Linked DNA regions of Mus musculus: region 2 is linked to region 1. A link is a contact called in public promoter capture Hi-C data. All regions are on one chromosome and are shown on one strand. The core of a region is the stretch at or near the end of the contact, and the rest is flanking DNA. Distances in the headings are between cores, read along the strand shown. Region 1 holds the start of Sbk1 (SH3-binding kinase 1). Region 2 overlaps Xpo6 (exportin 6).

Region 1 (6,297 bases), core at 1,249-3,748:
CCCCCAGCCCTGCCAAGTTGCTTGTTTGAAGCACCAATACCTCATTTTGGAAGGGGCGGGGGAAAGGCAGGGAGGCTGGGATGAAGTGGAAGAGAGCAGGCAGCTACAGAATTGTTTTAGAGGATAACTTGTGTGGAAATTAGCAGACAAGGTTGGTGTTATGGACGGAAGGAACCAAATGTACAAAGATGTGGAAAAGCAAGAAGTTGATGTTCCAGAAGAGCTTGCTGATGCCAAGGCTGAGTGGAGAAGAGAGATTCCCTGGACTGGTGTGGCAAGCAGGCACTAGATGCTGACAGCCTGCAGCACAGGGCATCTTTGGATTTCTGTTGCTGTGAACAGACACCGTGACCACAGACACTCTTATAAGAAAACATTTAGTTGGGACTGGCTTACAGTTCAGAGGTTTAACCCAATATCATGGCGGGAAGCATGGAAGCAGACAGGCAGACAGAGCGCTGAAGAGGTAGCTGAGAGTTCTATACCCATTTCCTCAAGCAGCAAGAAGAGAGAGTGACCCTGGGCTTAGCTTGAGCATTTGAAACTTCAAAGCCTACCCCCAATGACACACTTTCCTCCAACAAGGTAACAGCTCCTAACAGTGCCACTCTCTAAGAACTTATGGAGGCCATTTTCCTTCACACCACAATACAGCGTAAGCTTTACCCTGGAGGGGACAGGGGATGCTTGGCAAGCTCATTAGGAATGCAACCTAAGAGACATTGTTCTCAACAGAGCTGGTGCCCACAAAGGACCTGGTTTCCAGAAAACTAACTTTCAGTAAAAGTGGGAGGAAGGTGGGCTAGGATTACAAGTAGCAGTAGCAGTAGTGTGGGCTGCCAAGCAGAAGTCTGCGCATCAGCTTTGGGTGTTTGTTTCTTCGTTTCTTCGTCCAGTTCTGGGGACTGAGTCCAGGGTCTTCCCTATGCCAAGACTGAGCCACATTTCTAGTTCCTGTCTGTAGTTTATTCAACTTAGGTGTGTGTGTGTGTGTGTAGAGGGCAGAAGTTGACATTATCAGGTGTATTCTTCAATCCCTCCCCAGCTCATTTAACTTTTTGTGGGTGCGTGGTATGCATGCATATGTGTGTGTTTGCATGTATGTGGGGTGCACATGCATGTGTGTGCATGTGCAGACGGAGGTTGATTCTCTTGTTCTCTATTTTACAAATTGAGGCATGGTTTCTCACTTGAACCTAGAGCTGACTCATTCGGCTAGTCTTGCTAGTCAGCTTGCTCTGGGGATCCTGTCTGCCTCCTAAATGCTGGGATTCTAGGCTGCTACACCTGCCCAGCCATAGCTGAGTCCTGGGGGCCTGAACCCTGGTCTTTAGCAGCATCTCGCTTGGTTCCCCTTCTCCCCTCCCGTACTTATTTATTTATTCAGAGACTGGGTCTTTCACTGGAACTCACGGATCAGATCAGGCTGGTCCCTGGGATCCACCTGTTTCTGCCTTCCCAGGGCTGGAACTACAGGTGTCATGGCACTGGAGGAACTCAAGTCCCTCATGCTTGCCTGGCAAGCACTTTACTTAATAAGCCGTCTTCCCAGCTCCACCTAAGGCTACCTGAGTTTGCAATAACCAGCTCTAAAAGTTCTACCAGCAGCTGGAGTGGTTGGAAGAGGATGCTAATTTGAGAAAACAATCTGATCAGAGATTAAAAGGAGGAGAGATTTTGGGTGCGTCGGGGGCTTTTTCTATGAATAAAATAGTATGCTGCATGGGAGACTGGGCCTCTGGAAGGATGCGTTCGTTGTTCCCACTCTGTCGCCATCTCTGCTCGATCGCCCCACCTGCATCCAGGCTACAATTTCCGGTTAATGAACAAAGCTCTTCACACCCGGGTGGCTTTGCACAGCTGCTGCTTCAGCCAGGAACCCCCCACCCCCTTCTTCCGTTCTGCTATACACCTTTAATCCCAGCTTTTCCTTAAACTTACTTCGCGGTCTCCCTACAGCAGAGCTCGAAAGTTCTGCCTGAACCCTGCACGGCCCCACAGACCCCAGGTCTCTGAGTAGCCTAGTAGTCTTATGAGGTCCCCTGGAAATCGAATGGATAGGTGGAAGGATGAATGGGCAGACAGGCGGGTGAACAGATGGACCGGTAGTTGAATGAGCGAGTGCATTCTGAATAGGAGAGCTCGGATTTATTTTTCTTCTTTGAAACAGATCCAGGCTCCGCCCCACAAGCACAGGCTGGAATAGTCTGGGACAGTCTAGCCCCTCGGGGACCAAGCAGCTGGACCAGGTGACCCTCTGTGACTCCCCCGAGCCCTCTCTAACCTCGTTCTGGCCCCCTCCTGGGCTCTGACCTAGAAAAAGAAGCTTATGCCAATGACCGGCGGGCCTTAGGACCCCGCGTGGCCGGAAAGCGGGCGGGGCATCGTGCGGCTCCCGCGGCGGTGGGGAGGTCCAGGCCCGTGGCGCCTGGCGGGAGGGCGCGGCGGGAGTGCGCGTGCGCGGAGCGCGCACCCGGCGCGGCGGACAAAGGCGCGTGCGGCGGCGCGCGAGGCGGAGGGCGGAGCGGCGGGCGGGCAGGTACGCGCCGGCGGGAGGCGGAGCCGCGAGGCCGCGATGGAGCGCAGCCCGGGCGGGCACCGGCGCTGGAGCCCGAGTGCCGGGCGGAGCGGGAGCCTCAGCCGGAGCCGCAGCCTCAGCCCGCGCCAGGCCGGGGCAGGAGCCCGCAGGGCCGGGCTGCTCGCAGCGGCGGCGCCCGAACCCCCCAGCGGCTGAGCGGTGACCTCCATCCTCGCACGCGGCTGCTGGGACGCAGCGACCGATCCAACCCGGGCCCCCCAAGATCTGCTTGCTACAACCGCACACCTCAAGACACAGAGAGACCCAGGCTTGGGGCGCTAGCCTCCCTAATCCGCTACTCCGGCACACAGGGACCCCAAACCTAGGACAGCAAGATCCTCTTGCTAACGAGAAGCCGCGGGCACCCCAAAGCCTCGGGACCCGGGCGACCAAGCCCCTTGCGACGCCTTCAGCGTCCCGGCTCATGGTGGTAGTGGTGCCCTGAGCCCCTCTCGGGCCGGGCAGACGAAGATCGACACGGCGCCCAGGCCCCCTGCCGCGGCGTCCCCGCGGCCCCAGCCCAGGTAAGTGGGACCCAGGTGAGGGGCGGCAGGTGAGTGGTACCGAGGTCCCTAGAGTCCTGCAGGTGGGGAAGGAAGTCCAGAGTGCGCGCTCCCCCTCCTCAGCGTCGCCATGGAGCCGAGGCTGAAGGACGTCTCTTTGTGTCTCGCTTGGAGGAGCCGCCCCCTCCTCCTCTCCCTTCCCCCACCTTCCACCCCAACCCTGAGATTTGGGCACAGCTTCGGACCCCGGGAGAGAGGAGTTGCGACGCCCTGGAGAGGGGTTAGAAGGTGGAGAGTCTCCCCGGAATAGCCTGGAGCCTTAGACCTTAGGTCCTTTGAAGAATAAAGACACGTAACTATCATCTCCCAAAGACCAAGCTGAGTTCTTAAGTGACACCCACCCTCCCCACAGGAAAGAGAAAATTTGGGGCGCCCAAAGGTGAGAGGTGCCTGCATTCTGCAGCTCTGGGTGACAGCTGGGGCTTTGGGTGTGTGCCTTTGTCTGAGAGGGCAGGGAAGGGGCGTGTTTGAGAGGATGAGTCTCTTATTTTCTGACTCTGAGACCCCAGCTCAGGTCTCAGTGGGGCTCTTTATCCAGTCCCTCTTTGTGCTCCCTGCAGAACAGGGAGAGGACAAGCCCTCTCAGTGAACAGCTAGTTTGGGGGAGGGAGGTACCCTGAATGAAGAAACCATTTCGGGTCAGAGCACCTTTCTGCCCCTCTAAGTCCCAAGGACAGCAAACCTGAGTGTTTTCCCTTTTTCTGACCCGGGGAACACCTAGGGCCAAGTCCGGGACTGGGACACTGTGTCCTCTACGATGCAGGAGTGAGTCTGGATTCTTGCTTAAGCTTTCCAAAGCATCTACAATCAAGAGGGCCTCAACAAATGTCCTAAACCCCAGGACCCAGGGAATGCCGGAAGATCTTGGGTGCGTTGTACCCCGAGAAAGGGCAGGAAGGTTTTTTTCAGCCTTCCACAGACAGGTGTAAAGTCAGGTAGGAGGTGAGCAGACAGGCTGGGGAAGGCAGGATTCAGAACACAGAGCCCTATAGAAGTTTCTTTGTTCGTTTATTTATCCATTCATTGCAACATCTACCGTGTCTGAAGCTCCAGCCCTGGAGTTTGGGGCTTCCCCTCATCTTTTCCTGATGATCAGGCTTCAGATCCTTGGGCTGTTTTGTTTGTCCAGACCATGTCAGGACCAGCTGCCCAACCCTTGACCCCTTGTCCCTGTGACACCTGATTCCCCAGATCAGACCTGAGCAGCTGATACCTTCCCATCACTACTGCCTGGACTCCTCTCTGATGCTGGCTTTGCCCCATGAGTACAGATGTAGCCTGGGTCAGCACTCTTGCAGATCCCCCCTGCAGACTCAAGGACAGTCAAGGCAGCCACCCCCCCTCCCCCCAGGAGAGGATGTGCGAAAGCCAGTTGCCCTGAAGATGAGGTGACCTTGATCAAGCCTGTGGCACTTCCCAGAGAGAATGAGAGTGAACTACATATCTGCAGCCAGCTTGGTGGGTACAGATTGAAGCCAGACTGTCAGGAGCATTTAAGGTGTGTCCTAGCCACCTTGGAAGTTTATTTTGTGCAGTGGGTTGGAGCCCGGGGCTTAGTCACATACTCCACAGGCAAGAAAGTAGAAGCAGAGGCTGGAGAGAAGTTCAAATGACTGTGAGCAGAAAGAGCCATTATGAGGCCAGAAGGGGACTGGCAGGAAGACTTTCACTCTTTGTTAACCTGCCGCGGCTCCCCATTGAGTAGCCCTAATGAAGTAGCTTGGCAGCCCAGCTCTCTGCAGCCTGCCCTAATTTACATCTTGAGCACCCGCACATTACCTGGCTCATCTCCATGACTCTTAACTCTTTATCATATAAAATCCCCCTGACCCAGAGCCCCACTCTAGGATGGCTTGGCAGCTGTTTCTACCTCTACCTCCCCTTTTGCTCTGGCTTAGACTGCACATGGTAGAGAGCCCAGGCTAGGTGATTGGTGGCTGGGCAGCTTAGTGGCATTTGTTTCCATGTGCTGTGAGACTGCACTCCTAGGCTCAGCTTTGGGAATCTGGGGCTGTCCTGTTCTGGCCACACCAGCACCGTTGAGCCTACAGCCTGATGTCTTAGCATTTGGAGAATACAGCGTAGAGCCCCAGTTTGCTGATCAGTGTATTTCACATGTCTGTGTTTGTTACTGACGCTCAGAAATTCTTGGAGGATTTCACATTCAGATGCTGATTTGGAGATCTTCCTGAAAACCCAGGGGATGCAGCAGCTTGAGGCCCAGAGCTAGAGAATGGCTGTGTTGTGTGGGCAGGACACACGCTCCCAGTCGTCCCAAGAACGCCTGACCTGTTCTTTATTGGTGTGAACTTAGAGCCTAGCTGCTGACCTCCAGGTTTGTCGGGAAGAGTGGGAGCTGGAAAAATGAGTGTTCAGCACTGGCTGTGCCCGGTCTACCTGCCCATGGCTGGGTTAGGACTAGCAGCACACACACTGGAGGCACAGAAATAACCATTGCGAGGGGCAGTAGACCAGGGTTTAGGCTAAGTCTGACGGAGGACTTGGGGAGGGCTGCTATTGACCTCAGTTTACTCCTCTGTGCAGAGAGGACAAAAGTGGAGGAGGTTCTCCAGGCTTCCTCTTCTCGGGCTTTCCAGGACTGAACAGGTGGCCTGGGTTGAACCTTGGATGGTGGTCATGCCGGCCACGTTCAAGGTTCTATCCCCAATCCAGCAAACAAAACAAAGTAACCTTGTCCCTCCCCAGCCTCTGACATTCCCTAAGCATGAAGCTGATGACTGTTACCAAATAACTGGGCCAGAGCCAGAGGCCAGCACCAGGCCCTAGCCACTCGCCTTGGCTTTGGTAGGTATGCAATCTTCCTGGACAAAGGTCTGCTGGAGCAGAGGTCAAAAGAGATGGCCTAGTGCCATGTGGAGAGCACCAGCTCTGGACTCGCTCTAGGTTTGGGATGTACTTAGCTGCTTTGGGCCTCAGTTTACTTATCTATAGAATAGGAACAATACTGTGTAGGATGAACTAAGCCAGAGGCCAGAGACTGTTTGGTCTCACTCATTAAAGGGGCACCGCAAGGGATAGCCGAGCTTCCTCTGGGAGCTGCTCTAGAGACGCGGGGCTTGGCATGGGCTGAGGGGAAGCAGTCATTGATGAAGTTGGTAGTTGGCAGGGCTGCAGAGCTCCAAGATGGGTAGCAAA
Region 2 (6,034 bases), core at 620-3,119, 100 kb before region 1:
CACCACCTATACCTCCAGATCCAGGGGATACAACACTCTCTCTCTTCTGGCTTCAGAGGGCACATGTGCACACACTAAAAAATCTTTTTAAAAATCATCATAAGACTGTATAAGTGGTAGGTGGTGGTGCATGCCTTTACCCCAGCACTCAGGAGATGGAGGCAAGCAGACAGCTGTGAATTCAAGGCCAAACTAGTCTACAGAGAGTTCCAGGACAGCCAGGAATATAGAGAAACCCTGTCTCAAAAAACAAAACAGAATGACTGAACCACTGTCCTAGCTACCGCCCACAATAATCTATAAAGTGCAAAAGCTAATCCACTTCCCCTATAGAGGATACCAGGCTCTGATGAAAAGAGAGAGAAAGGGAGAGGACATTCGTTCCCTTCCCTTCATCATCCAGATGCCCTTAAGCCGGACTCTCAGCAGAAGCGAGTCTGGTTATAGCTTCTGCTAGCAGAGCTCTCCCACTCTCTGCGCTCCCTTTCTATTGCTTTTGAGAACCTTCCTCACTTCTGAGACCTTAAGAGTTTGGACCTGGTTGTTTGCCTTTTAACTCCCTGACCTCTAACCAGGGTTGATCTTAGACCTCATTCTGTCAAAGCTAGGACAAGGTTCCACCTTTCTAAGGTTCAAAGCTAGGACAAGGTTCCCAGCTGGGTTACAAACCAAAGCCAAGCTGACTTTAACTTCTTCCTTCCTGAAGCTCAATGAATTAACTGAATGTGGCAGTGTGACCTTCCCACCTCCTCTAAAGCAAGGGCACTTCCTGGAGACCGCTGGACTGCCTCTGCAGCTGCTTTCCCAGCTGCCTCTCGGGCCTCTTCTTTCCTGTCCGTTATTCTAGCTGCTTTGGGTGATTGGGAACTACTTCTAATCTGTACTCACTAAATATTTGGAGTTTCAGTTTCCAAGACACAGTTGTAGCTAGCTAGTACCTAAGGAAACATTTCAGAGCAAATTTTACTGTTGACAGTTTTGGGTTTTTTGGTTTTGTTTTGAAGCTAAAATATAGTAAAGGCTAAAACATGAGAATGTGTCAAGCAAGTAAGAATGGAGTCACACACCTTTGAGTCCAGCATTGGGAAACAGAGACAGAGGCAGATAGATCTCTGCTACTTCCCGGCTAAATAGCACAGTGGTGAAATTCTGTCTCCAAGAGAGAAAACTAAGGAACTAATTATAGTAGACTTTTTTTTTAATTGCCCCCACATAATCCTTTACTTGAAAAAACTGGAGAAAACATTTAATTTTTCATTTTTATTGTTCTTTTATCCAGAAAGGCAATTAATATATAATTAAAATTCTAAACACACTTAGCTTCTGCATCTGACTTAGCAGACAATAAGTACCTTTGAGCTGCAGATCAAATTTAGGTTTCTAGTGAGCCATCCGTTTTTATTACATACCTATTGGGGAAGAAGTAGCCACCCTTGTTTCTCAGTAATCTGGCCTTAGGTAAAATGTGTCCAAAGGTTTGGCTCAGCAGACTTCAGAAATCTGAGGAACGACCTTACAAAAGGGGCACTGACCCACAGACTACAGGGTGGGGAGGAGCATGGTCAGTCTCACCTTATTACTTCCTTTCCCAATGTCCTAGAAAGGTATAAGCAACCTGCAGAGAGCTGGAGGCTGATCACAACACAAACTGCAGATTCCCTACCAACTATCACAATATACTCTTGACTGCCAATGGATCAAGGTAGAACTGAGTCCAAAGAAACTTTAGATAGCTAACATACGACCGCCTGATGATGAAATTTACTCTAAAACCGGTTTGGTCCTGTTTATCAATCCCAAGGCTGTGTAACACACACCCCAGCAGCAAACATTCCACAATACTTCTATCAATGGCTATTTACAGTTTGTGGTTATTTCCTGACAATTCTGAAACCACTAGAACCCTCCTTTCACCGCCATCGCCATCGTATCAGGAGCCAGGCCTTCAGAGGCCTGCTGAGCAGAACTAACTTCACAGGTGCTAAGGAAGTAACTAGGCTCACTCTCCCTCCACTCCCTCTCTCCTCCACTATGCAAAGCTACAGAACATAAAGACAGACAATGTATGAATCCAGCCTACAACACTTACTACTTACTGCAGCCCCAAAGAATAACTATAAAACCCCTCAAGTCAAGGGATATAATCCCTCTGCGAACAATTTATATGACAGTTCCCCCAGGTAGATCCTTACCTGTAAAATGTTAGTGAAAAAGTCATGGTAGAACATGGGCCAATCTTGGCGTCCAATATCAACGATAACTTTGCAGAGTTTATTCCGAATAAAGTAAGGTAAGGTTTTATGGTGAGCCAAGAGAAGTTTGGGCAAGCAGCTACGGATTTCCATCTTATCCTGAGATGGGACCCCAAGCCACATTTTATTGATTAGATTCTGAAAAACAAATACGTATCTTTTAAATTAATGAGCTTTACACAAAATGAATGGTTTTCATTCTATAATTACCTGTAACGTCACATACACACACATCTACCTAGCTCTAACAGTTTAGGACATTTAGCAAAATGATAAACACAAATATTAAAATCTTAGGACAAGCCAACCATTGGACTGAGCACAGGGACCCCAATGGAGGAGTTACAGAAAGGACTGAAGGGGTCTGCAACCCCATAGGAAGAACAGCAATACCAACCAACCAGGTCCCTCCTCCCACCTCAGAGCTCCCAGGGACTAAACCACCAACCACAGAGTACACAAGGAGAAACTCATGGCTCCAGTCACATATGTAGCAGAGGATGGCATTGTCTGGCATCAATAGGAGAGGCCCTTGGTCCTGTGAAGGCTCGATTCTCCAGTGTAAGAGAGTGCCAGGGCAGTGAGGTGGGAGTGGGTAAGTGGGTGGAGGAGCACCCTCATAGAAGCAGGGAGAGAGAGGATGGGATGGGGGGTGGGGGGTTCAGAAGTGAAACCAGGAAAAGGGATAACATTTGAAATGTAAATACATAAAATATCCAATAAAAAAAAATCTGAGGACAAGCTGGACGGTGGTAGCACATGCCTTTAATCCCAACACTCAAAAGGCAGAGGCATGTGGAACTCTGTGAGTTTAAGGCCAGCCTACTCTACAGAGCAAGTTCCAGGACAGGACAGGGCTACAGAGAGAAACCCTGTCAAAAAGAAAAGAAAAGAAAGGAGGGGAGGGGAGGGGAGGGGAGGGGAGGGGAGGGGAGGGGAGGGGAGGGGAGGAGAAAGAAAAGAAAAGAAAAGAAAAGAAAAGAAAAGAAAAGAAAAGAAAAGAAAAGAAAAGAAAAGAAAAGGAGGAGGAGGAGGAGGAGGAGGAGGAGGAGGAGGAGGAAGAAGAAGAAGAAGAAGAAGAAGAAGAAGAAGAAGAAGAAGAAGAAGAAGAAGAAGAAGAAAAAGAAATTCTTAGGATAAAACAATCTCATCTCTCCTATCTCTAGGAAGATATACTGAACAATTTAAGATACAGTAAGTTGTATGTATAAAAACTTGCTATTATATCATTGTTTCCAACATGTCTTATTGGCCATCTGGCCACCATATAGTAACAGAAACAACTGTAATGTTCAAATATAAGTGAACAAGCCAGACATGACAGCACACATGTGTAATCCAATCACATGGGAGACTGAGGCTGGTGGGTGGTAAGTCTGAAGCCAGCCTGAGATAATTACCAAAATACCACTCCCTATCCCATAAAGAACAAATGGGTTAATGAGTACTGCAGACCATAGCAGAAAGGACAGTGGAAAAGAGGTTGATGTGACATGCCCAGCAGACAAAGCTTGGACGAGAGTTAGCATGAGTAGTTCCATGGCTGGAAGATGGTAGCAATACAAATACTCCATCCAATGTGTCTAGCTATCTTTGTCTTTCAAATGACAAAGGAAAAAGGTAAGTCACCAACTATGACCTACCCAGCAGACAAGAAAAGTCAACCACCTTCCTCATCTTTTTGGAGTCACAGCTCAAAAGATGTCCCCAGACACAAGGTGCCACGTGGGAGGGTCAACCTACTGCTTCTCAGACATCTATATACTACAGCGAAAACCTGGTGCCAATAGTGTACAATTCCACTGTGATTTTCAGGAATATAAAACGACACAACAACTTACCTCAAAAACCGTTAAGCTGTACATCATTACATAGTCATTCCTTGTGCTGGACAGAAAATATAAGCAGAATCTCCAAGCTCCTACTTGCTGGGCAAAGTTATTAAGAAGCTCCTCTGGAAAAGTTAAATAGCACAAAACAAGTCTATAAAAATATATAAAATTAATACAAAGACCAGACTGCCACCATTTGGAAAACATACCAACCTCCCCACATAATACAAATAGTTCAAAAACCAACCACAAAACCCACCTGAAGGGATTATGGGATACTCTTGACACTGGGGTGACCCAACACAGGCAATGGACCCTGCCATCAAGGTCGCTAGCTTTCCTAAAGATACCTTTTGAGAACACAGACCATTGTTCAAGCTCTTATTTAAACTCTATGTGAGATAGCAATCCTTTCCAAAATGTAAAATGTAAAATGACAACAACTAGCCCCCACAGAGATAAGCAATACACACCATCATATTCTATAATTCTTCAGGGACATCTATACTATCCACATGCCCACTGACATGAAGGCTAGAGAAGCAAAAAGAGAAAACTAACATTCCAAGCGGCCATGTGGCAGCTGACAACTGTCTGTAGCTCCAGTTCCAGGGAATTGGACACCTTTTTTTGGCCTTCATGAGCACCAGGCATGAAAGTGGGTGCACAGATATACGTGAAAGCAAAACAGTCATACACTCATAAAATAGAAGTATTTTTTTACATTTCTTAACTTATGTATTTTTACTTCATGTGCATTGGCATTCTGCCCACACTTACACTGAGTGAGAGTGTAGGGTCCTCTAGAACAGGAGCTACAGACAGTTGGACAGCTGTGAGCTACCATGTGCGTGGGTGCTGGGAACTGAACCTGGGTCCTCTGGGAGAGCAGCCAGTGCTCTCAACCACAAGCCATCTCTACAGCCCCAATCAAAAATACAACATATACAAAATAAATAAGTAAAACTAAAAAGTAAAAACCCTAAGAGTTAGAAGAGCAGCCCAGACTATGTATCCAGTCAAATGAAAATGGCACTTTTTCTCTCAGGCCTGACAACATCAGCTAAAACTCAAAATTAGCAAGCATTAATTGCCTAGCTACCCACCATCGCCTGTGGGCACAATGCCTATTAACTACCTTGATACATGCACTAACTATGATCCCTGCCAGCAAGCCTGGCCAGTGCAAGGTCGCCATGACAACACTGCAGCTGACTCCTGTGCCAGCTCCCTGCAACCCTAAGTACAACTCGGCAGTCTCACTAAACATTATTCTACAGAAGGAGGGCTATGAAGACCTGGGTTCAATCCCCAATATTCACAACACAGCTCCTAACTTTCTACAACTCCAGTTCCAGGGAATCCTACACCCTCTTCTGACCTCCTCCATGCACACACAAACGTACATTCAGACAAAACACTCATACATAAATTGTTTAAAAAAAATAAGTCTTGCCGGGCGTGGTGGCGCACGCCTTTAATCCCAGCACTTGGGAGGCAGAGGCAGGCAGATTTCTGAATTTGAGGCCAGCCTGGTCTACAGAGTGAGTTCCAGGACAGCCAGGGCTACAGAGAAACCCTGTCTCAAAAAAAAAAAAAAAAAAAAAAAAGTCTGAAAGTGAAAGATGGTGGCATGTCCTGATAATTAAAAGCTTCTATGTAACTCAAAGACACAAGAAAACCAGAGAATGTGAGTTATAACTGGAAATGACATTCTGGGCTCAAATCAGCTGATCCCTAAGCCTGATCCTGGCAACACCCTGGTCTACATTCTTCGCCCATTCCCCCACTGTCAAAACACGCTGATCTCACAGCATCCCCACTTGAAAAATTCTATTCCACTGAGCTATAGCCCTAGTCTGCATAAAAGTTTGATTCAGACATGAAGATTTTATACAAGGTTCCACTTTCAATCCATTAATGCACAAATGTAAACAAAGTTTCATGAGC

Evidence for each region. Promoter capture Hi-C pulls out the DNA fragments that hold promoters and counts their contacts.
Region 2: a promoter capture Hi-C map of the C10 cell line shows a contact between it and region 1. The contact joins the enhancer-like site here to the promoter of Sbk1 in region 1. A contact is called at or near these places in 4 of 39 promoter capture datasets (the C10 cell line, embryonic stem cells and neutrophils), 4 of 115 datasets of contacts at active chromatin or transcription factors (bone marrow-derived macrophages and embryonic stem cells) and 1 of 9 other capture datasets (adipose tissue).

Annotation. Positions count from the first base shown.
Region 1 is chr7:126,269,998-126,276,294 of GRCm38.p6, forward strand. It overlaps Sbk1 (SH3-binding kinase 1), which reads left to right and starts at 2,499. Exons shown (of 4, transcript NM_145587.3): 1 at 2,499-3,102.
Region 2 is chr7:126,166,937-126,172,970 of GRCm38.p6, forward strand. Xpo6 (exportin 6) reads right to left here. Exons shown (of 24, transcript NM_001311143.2): 3 at 4,094-4,206; 4 at 2,193-2,390. Among named protein-coding and RNA genes, the nearest start is that of Xpo6, 31 kb to the right of the region's middle. Within about 2 kb of position 1,870, at least 32 of the 459 cell types and tissues checked have an H3K27ac peak or open chromatin away from gene starts, as enhancers often do.